Linked DNA regions of Sus scrofa: region 1 is linked to region 2. Evidence: chromatin contacts called from public HiChIP or PLAC-seq data. All regions are on one chromosome and are shown on one strand. The core of a region is the stretch at or near the end of the contact, and the rest is flanking DNA. Distances in the headings are between cores, read along the strand shown.

The links. HiChIP or PLAC-seq counts read pairs in DNA pulled down with a chosen protein or histone mark.
Region 1: an H3K27ac HiChIP or PLAC-seq map of alveolar macrophages shows a contact between it and region 2. The contact joins two enhancer-like sites. A contact is called at or near these places in 1 of 47 Hi-C or Micro-C datasets (epiblast stem cells) and 1 of 2 datasets of contacts at active chromatin or transcription factors (alveolar macrophages).

Annotation. Positions count from the first base shown.
Region 1 is chr15:47,689,819-47,694,174 of Sscrofa11.1, reverse strand. All of the region lies in intron 1 of PLEKHA2 (pleckstrin homology domain-containing family A member 2), which reads left to right. Among named protein-coding and RNA genes, the nearest start is that of PLEKHA2, 5.2 kb to the left of the region's middle. Within about 2 kb of position 2,239, at least 31 of the 83 cell types and tissues checked have an H3K27ac peak or open chromatin away from gene starts, as enhancers often do. A contact at or near this core is called in alveolar macrophages, where this site is marked.
Region 2 is chr15:47,058,260-47,062,106 of Sscrofa11.1, reverse strand. The region is part of intron 6 of CYP4V2 (cytochrome P450 4V2); the gene reads right to left. Among named protein-coding and RNA genes, the nearest start is that of KLKB1, 11 kb to the left of the region's middle. Within about 2 kb of position 2,491, at least 4 of the 83 cell types and tissues checked have an H3K27ac peak or open chromatin away from gene starts, as enhancers often do. A contact at or near this core is called in alveolar macrophages, where this site is marked.

The DNA of each region.
Region 1 (4,356 bases), core at 990-3,489, 630 kb before region 2:
CTCTTCCTTCCCATTCTGAGCCAGCCTGTGGTTGGTGCAATGAGGCAAGAATTGGAAGACTCCACTGACCTTGACTCTGAATCCTGGGTTGCCCTGCTCTCCCCTTCCTGGTCCCTGCTGTTAAACCCATCCAACCTTTTGGGCTTTATAACTTCTCTTTCTTCTAGAAGCCCTTTCATTGGCCTGATCCCCAGTGACTGAAGTGACTTGCAGAGCACTAAAGGCTGAATTGGGCTCTCTCCCTGGGGAGGACCCACCCACTATAGGCAAGAGGCTTTCAGCTTCGGGGCCTCTGGTGTGCCTTTCTGCCTTTAAGGGCAGGCCAGCTGAGATAGAGGGTGGGAATCGAGGTCCCCTTCTCCTCTAGAAACACTGCAGTTAAAGGCTAGGGCTCCGCAGTCCCATCCTCTAAGGCTCATGTTTGACCATCCATCCACTTGCAGATCAGCTCCGATTCTCCCCTGGGAGGAGCTGGAAGCACCTTCAGAGTCCTTTACCTGGAACCCTATTGCCTGCCTGCTTCTGATCATTTTCAGGGTGGCCTGGAGAAGGTGGAGGCTGTGGATCTTTTGGACTTTTTGTTAATCTCTTGGAGAGTTTTAGAGATGAGAAATAGGATGGTTTTTGGACTAGATGGAAGAGTAAGGGCAGCCTCTGCCTTCCCTTGTAACAGATCCTGGTGTCACTGCTTTGCCATTGCGATTTGCTTATTGGTATTGGAGGGGTGGAGAGGGCCTGCAGCAGCTTTGTGATACCAATGGGAGTCGTGTACTACTTTTTAGGCACTTCAGGTACACACACACACACACACACACACACACACACACACACACACACTCCTTAATAGTATTTACCCAGCTCTTAGTCTCCTACCAGTCCTCCTGTGAAGCACTTTTTAGACATCATTCATTTAATCTGCACCAGCAGCCTTTGAAGTAGGTGTGGTGATTCTCTCTCCATTTTTCAAATGAGGGAAGAGGCCCAGAAGAGTGTAGTAGAGTCTCTTGGCCTCTACAGCCCCTGTTGGACTCTACAACCCGTGCTCCTTCACTTCACTCTAGCATCTAGCTGGGTTATTGAGATCAGCAAGCACACCCTTTTAAATGTTCTTGCAAGAGGCACCCAAACTGATCACTGTCACTGGTGCATCCTCTGAGCCACACCCAGCCCCTCCTCCTTCCCCTAATCCAGAGACCCGGGCACCTGCCTCCCAACTGGTTTAAGCCATGTCTGCGTCCTTCCAGGGCTTTGCAGAAGGCTAGTCCCGTAGAAAAAATAAGGATGCTTTCTTTGCATTTTCCTCCTGCCCACGTTTTAGTGGGTGAGAAGGTCAAGTTGGAAGTGAAGGTCTTGGCTCTGGGGCTCCTGTTTGGCTGCTGTTAAAAGGCCCTCCAGTGAAACCGAATCAGGGAGTCTTCTAACTGGGGGGATTTTCACATTCTGAAAGTTGGAGATCTCTGTCTTTATAGGCTATTTATACCCCCCTCCCTCCATGATGGCTCCCTGTGCTGGGGAGCTCCCTGGGAGAGGTGGTCTGAGGAGCCCAGGGCAGGCCTTTGTTTCCTACCAGCTCCAATAACCACAGTTTCTCTGAACAGAGATGAGGCCGCTGTTAAGAGAGGTCATGAGCGTTTCAACTATTTTGTTGTTTTTGGCATCTTTGTTGCAGTGGTATCCATAGTCAGTTGTTTCTGCCTGGTTCTCAGTATTTTTTTTTTTTTCCCTTAAAAATTCCTTGAGTGTCTTTTGCCCTCCATTCAGCATTCTCGGGTGGGGGTGGAAGGTGGGGGATTGGGCACCTTTTCCCATCCTCCCCGCCTTCTGGCTGACTTCATCGCTGCTGCATCTCAGGGGCACTTCCTCTGGGACCGTGTTCTCAGTACATTCCCTTCTCTCTCCGGCCTTAGACTCTTTGGAATGTGCTCTTTTGACAGCTTCAAAATGCAATGCTGTTATAACAGTAGGAAGTAGATGTCCCCACATTTTTGAAGTTATAACCTTTGGTCCAGTCTCTGGGCTGAGTTCTGAAATAGCTGTGCTTGTGTTTTGTTGCTGTTGTGTTTTTCCCGGGCCCTGAGCAGGGCTGAGGCTCCGCAGGGCACCCTCACCCAGGCTGGAGATTGAAACAGAGGTGAACTCTCCGTTCACGTGGCCCATGCGTTTTCTAATCTCCACACCCCAGTTCCTGTCTGCTTATTACAGTCCTCGCTGAGACCTCTGATGTCATTTCCCGATTAACTTTCTCCTGTAGAAATTTAGCAATTTCCTGTTGGTATCCCTCTCGCTCACCACCGATGCCACTGCCCCAGCTTCTACCCTTGAGGGTGACAAGGCAGCAGATGTTATTCCTTGCATGCCCTGCTGTATTCCTGACTCTTTTTCTGGAGCAAAATCCCTGAAATTCCCTCTCCTGCCAACACCAAGTAATGTGAAAGAAAAATCTCCAGATTTACAAATGAATTAATTTTTTTTTGCTTCTCAGCTGTTGGAGGTTATAGTGGGTTATTTCATCCCGGGGCCAATATCATGTAAGCTTTATCCCTATTTTCAGTTTCTCTCATTTTATTTACCTTTAAAGTATCAGCACCATCAGGTAGATGAATCTCCCTTATTTCACTCTATTTTTTCCTGTCTCTTCAAGCCACATTAGAGATCTTAAAAATAAGATCATTTTTCATTATAGCTGGTTTACAGTGTTCTGTCAATTTTCTACTGCACAGCATGGTGACCCAGTCACACATACATGTATAGATTCTTTTTTCTCACGTGATTGTACCCCATTGTTAGTGACTAGACATAGTTCCCAGTGCTACACAGCAGGATCTCATAGCTTATCCATTCCAAAGGCAATAGTTTGCATCTATTAACCCCAAGTTCCTAATCCATCCTGCTCCCTCCTCCTCCCTCTTGGCAATTACAAGTCTATTCTCCAAGTCCGAGATTTTCTTTTCTGTGGAAAGGTTCATTTGTGCCGTGTATTAGATTCCAGATATAAGTGATATCATATGGTATTTGACTTTCTCTTTCTGACTTACTTCACTCAGTATGAGAATCTCCAGTTCCATCCATGTTGCTGCAAATGGCATTGTTTCATTCTTTTTTATGGCAGCGAAGTATTCAATTATGTATATGTCACATATCTTCTTAATCCATTCATCTGTCAATGGACATTTAGGTTATTTCCATGTCTTGGCTATTGTGAATAGTGCTGCAAAGAACATGTGGGTACATGTGTCTTTTTTAAGGAAAGTTGCCTGGGTATATGCCCAAGAGTGGGATTGCTGGGTCATATGGTGGTTCTGTGTATAGATTTCTAAGGTACCTCCATAATGTTCTCCATAGTGGTTGTACCAACTTACATTCCCACCAACAGTGCAGGAGGGTTCCCTTTTCTCCACACCCCTCCAGCACTTGGTATTTGTGGACTTATTAGTGATGGCCATTCTGACTGGTGTGAGGTGGTATCTCATGGTAGTTTTGATTTGCATTTCTCTAATAATCAAGGATGTTGAGTATTTTTTCATGTGCTTGTTTGCCATCTGTGTATCTTTGGAAAAATGTCTATTCAAGTTTTTTGCCCATTTTTCCATTGGGTTGTTGGCTTTTTTGCTGTTGAATTGTATAAGTTGTTTCTACATTTTAGAGATTAAGCCCTTGTCAGTTGCATCATTTGAAATTATTTTCTCCTATTCTGTAAGTTGTCTTTTTGTTTTCTTTTTGGTTTCCTTTGCTGTGCAAAAGCTTGTCAGTTTGACAAGGTCCCATTGGTTTATTTTTGCTTTTATTTCTGCTGCTTTGGGTGACTGACGTGAGAAAACATTTGTAAAGTTGATGCCAGAGAACGTTTTGCCTATGTTCTCTTCCAGGAGTTTGATAGTGTCTTGTCTTATATTTAAGTCTTTAAGCCATTTTGAGTTTATTTTTGTGCATGGTGTGAGGGTGTGTTCTAGTTTCATTGATTTACATGCAGCTGTCCAGGTTTCCCAGCAATACTTGATGAAAAGACTGTCTTTTCCCCATTTTATATTCTTGCCTCCTTTGTCAAAGATTAATTGACCGTAGGTGTCAGGGTTTATTTCTGAGTGCTCTATTCTGTTCCATTGGTCTGTCTGTCTGTTTTGGTACCAGTACCACACTGTCTTGATGACTGTGGCTCTGTAATATTTTTTGAAGTCTGAGAGAGTTATGCCTCCTGCCTGGTTTTTGTTCCTCAGGATTGCTTTGGCAATTATGGGTCTTTTGTGGTTCCATATAAATTTTTGGATTGTTTGTTCTAGTTCTGTGAAAAATGTCCTGGGTAATTTGATAGGAATTGCATTGAATCTATAGATTGCTTTGGGTAGTATGGCCATTTTT
Region 2 (3,847 bases), core at 1,242-3,741:
CACTAGCCTACATCACAGCCACAGCAACACCAGATCCGAGCCACATCTGCGACCTACACCACAGCTCACAGCAATGCCGGATCCTTAACCCACTGAGCGACGCCAGGGATAGAACTGGCAACTTCATAGTTCCTGGTTGGATTCGTTTCTGCTGCGCCACTACTGGAACTCCCAGTTGTTAGCTTCTAAATTGAATTGTTTGAGGTTTATTCTGCAATTTTTAAAAACAGAGATTACAAGTCTCTGATTCTCATGTCTTTGCCTTGCCCCGTGCTTGCTGTTCCTTTCCAAGATCTACTGAACTCTGGCCCATTTCACTCAGTTGTTTACCAAAGTTACAGAAAGAAGGGCTCTGGCGAAATAATTCTTAATAACTTCTCCATAATTTATAAGAGGAAGTCTGATCCAGGCGTGTAAGAGATGTCTGCTGAATTTCCTATTTCAGCTTGCCTGCTCCCAGAAGAAAGCAGAAGGAAACAAAGCATAAAACACACAGTTGAGAGAAGCCCGCCAGGATGGGGCGGATACCTTAGTGTCTAGTAATAGCCTGCCTCGGCCTCACGGAGGAGGACACAATCTGACAGTTGCAAGTGCTACGCCTCCTATTTGATGCGAAAAGAAAAAACAGAATTGCAGAGAACACTAGCGCTGGAAGAAAGAGATCATTAGTCTGTTTTCAAGAAAGGCAGAGGTTTCCTGTGGGAGAAGGATGTGTGTGGGCCCGTGTGTGGATGTGAAGGTGTGTGTATGAGAGTGTATGTATGTGTAAGTGTGCCGATATATGGCCATGGGTGCGTGTGCGCATGCGGGGTGGAGATGTGGGCTGGTCTCTCCACCTCAACAGCAAATAACAGTAGCCAGTACCTGTTACGTGCTTCCCAAGTGCCTGCACGGTTCTCGGCACACTTTAAAACATCTGTAGTCGTGGAGTTCCCGTCGTGCGCAGTGGTTAACGAATCCGACTAGGAACCATGAGGTTGAGGGTTCGATCCCTGGCCTTGCTCAGTGGGTTAAGGATCCGGCGTTGCCGTGAGCTGTGGTGTAGGTTGCAGACGCGGCTCGGATCCTGCGTTGCTGTGGCTCTGACGTAGGCAGTGGCTACAGCTCCGATTAGCCCTAGCCTGGGAACCTCCATATGCCACAGAAGCAGCCAAAAATAGCAAAAAGACCAAAAAAAAAAAAAAAAAAAAAAAAAATCTGTAGTCTAACCCTCTTAAGTATCCTGCTAGGCACAGTCTATGTCAACGAGGACACCGAGGTCCAGAAAGTCTCCATCAGGTGCCCGAGGTCCTTCCTCTAGTACAGGTGAGAGCTGGGATTTTGCCCCAAAGCCCGCAGGCTAAGTACTGCTCTACTTTTCAGCTAATTTAGATATCCAGTTTACGCATAAAATGTAATTTCGATAAAGTGTTCTGCTTTAAAAGAGGTTTAAAACCAATGATCAAATCTCTATTTTTTTTTTTTTTTTTTTTGTCTTTTTGCCATTTCTTGGGCCCCTCCAGCGGCATATGGAGGTTCCCAGGCTAGGGTCGAATCGGAGCTATAGCCACCAGCCTACGCCAAAGCCACAGCAACGCAGGATCCGAGCCACTTCTGCAACCTACACCATAGCTCACGGCAACGCCAGATCCTTAACCCACTGAGCAAGGGCAGGGATCGAACCCTCAACCTCATGGTTCCTAGTCGGATTCGTTAACCACTGCGCCATGACGGGAACTCCCCATCTCTCTATTTTTATATACAGGGAAACTGTGACAAAGACCTGGGATGACTGGCTCAATCTTGTAGCGCCAGCGAGCACGGAGCCAGAAGGAGACCTTGGGCCTAGGGACCCTTGACACCGCTCGCTTTCTACACAGCATCCCAGGGAGAATGCGCTGGCCCTGGCGCACGCTGCACCCCAGGTACACTGGGCCCAGATGGCAAGAAGGGGCCGACTCATACCACCGACAGTTGGCAACCGCTGAGTCATTCAGACACTGCTGATACCCTTCATTTTCCTCCACTTCCAGGATATTGCCACAGTGTGCTTTTAAAAACCATTTTTGGGAGTTCCCTTGTGGCTCAGCAGTAACTAATCTGACTAGTACCCATGAGGATGCATGTTATATCCCTGGCCTCCCTCAGTGGGTTAAGATCCAGCATTGCTGTGGCTGTGGTGTCCGCAGGCAGCTATAGCTCCAATTCAACCTCTAGCCTGGGACTTCCATAGGATGCAGGAGTGGCCCTAAAAAGCAAAAACAAACAAAAAAACCCATTTCTTAGTCTATATTTGGCAATCCACACACTGAGTCATTCTTTTAATATTTAATAATGTCAGAATTACCTTTTGTAAAAACTGCATCTTTCTTCTCATTATTTTAAGACCAGAAATCCCTTTAGAATTGCAAATGTGTCAAACTCTCTCTCAGAGCACTCTTTCTCTTTAGTTACAGCAACTCATATCAAGAACTAAGCACTTGGTTGCTAGAACTTCAAAAAGGAAGTAGTGCTGAGACAGACTTCTGGCTTTCAGAGATTAAAAAATAAAGGGATGAAGCCACATAAGGAAGTGAGAGCAATTTCTAGCTGCTTTGCTGCTTGGAAAAATCTGATGAGTTTAAGGTTTTCTTGAGAAAACAATGTGTCTGTCGAGTACCCACCACAAGTCAAAAGCTTTTTCTGAAGAAGAAAGTTGAGCTGGTACTTAATCAGGGTCTTACATTTTGTAATTTCTAATTATAATTTAATGACTCATCTTCAGTTATGTGAAGCTACTTTAAAACTTGAGTAAACTCTAAAAAATAATGCTAGGAGCTCTCTCCTGGCTTAGCAGGTAAAGGATCCATCACTACTGTGGTGTCAGTTCAATCCCTGGCCCAGGAACTTCCACATGCAGTGAGTATGCCTGAAAATTTATTAAAATTAAACAAATAAAAATAACGCTAAAGATTCTTAAAAAAAAAAAAAAAAGACAAAACTGGAGTTTGTTTAATGATATCCGAAAATAACATAAGATAAAATACCTCAAACATAAAGGTGTCAACTTCTTCTCGAATATCTTCATGACTCAGCTTGTTACCTTTGTCATCAGTCACATTTAAAAGCAAGTCAAGAAAAGCCTTGCATTTATTTTTGTGTGGGGGAATGTCCTTGTCATCATGGCTACGTTCCTCATCTCTCTTCATTTCACTAGCCCGTTCAGTGATGACCTATATGATTTAAACAATCATATGTTCTGGTTTGGAATTTGAGTTACCTTCATAATACATTTTCCTATGACTAGCTTCTTTAATGGATTTTTTTTCTAAACCTTTGCTGTTCTAACTCAACAATAATTCAGGCTCTTGTGAAAATATAGTAAAGCTTCCTTTTAACATTTTAGGATGTTGTTTGATAAGATTTTTGAAACAAATTTCATATCAGATAAATTCAGAATATTCAAGTGCTATTTTTGTCATCTTTTTCAACACTAGAATAGTTAGTAGTCTACTAAAGGGTACCATAGAGGTTTGAATGAGCTAATGAGGAAAACTTTAGGTAGTGGAGAAAATGCAATCATTATATAATAGACTAATTATGGATCATTCTAATTACAGGTTGTATTGGAGAAAAGAACAGCAAGCTGATTAGTCAATTCACCCTATATGCTTGCTGTCCCCTCTGCCTAGAATTCTCTTTCTTCAGACTCCAGTGTGCCTGGCTCCCTCCTCCTTTAAAGTTGTGGCCCCTTTTCACACTATCAGAAAGACCTCCCAGATCACAGCTACCTTGGTCCCTAGCATTTACTATCTTCCTAACTCTATTTTTTTTTTCTTTTTCACTCACCCCCTGGCCTTATATTATACTTGTTCTATAACATAAGGCA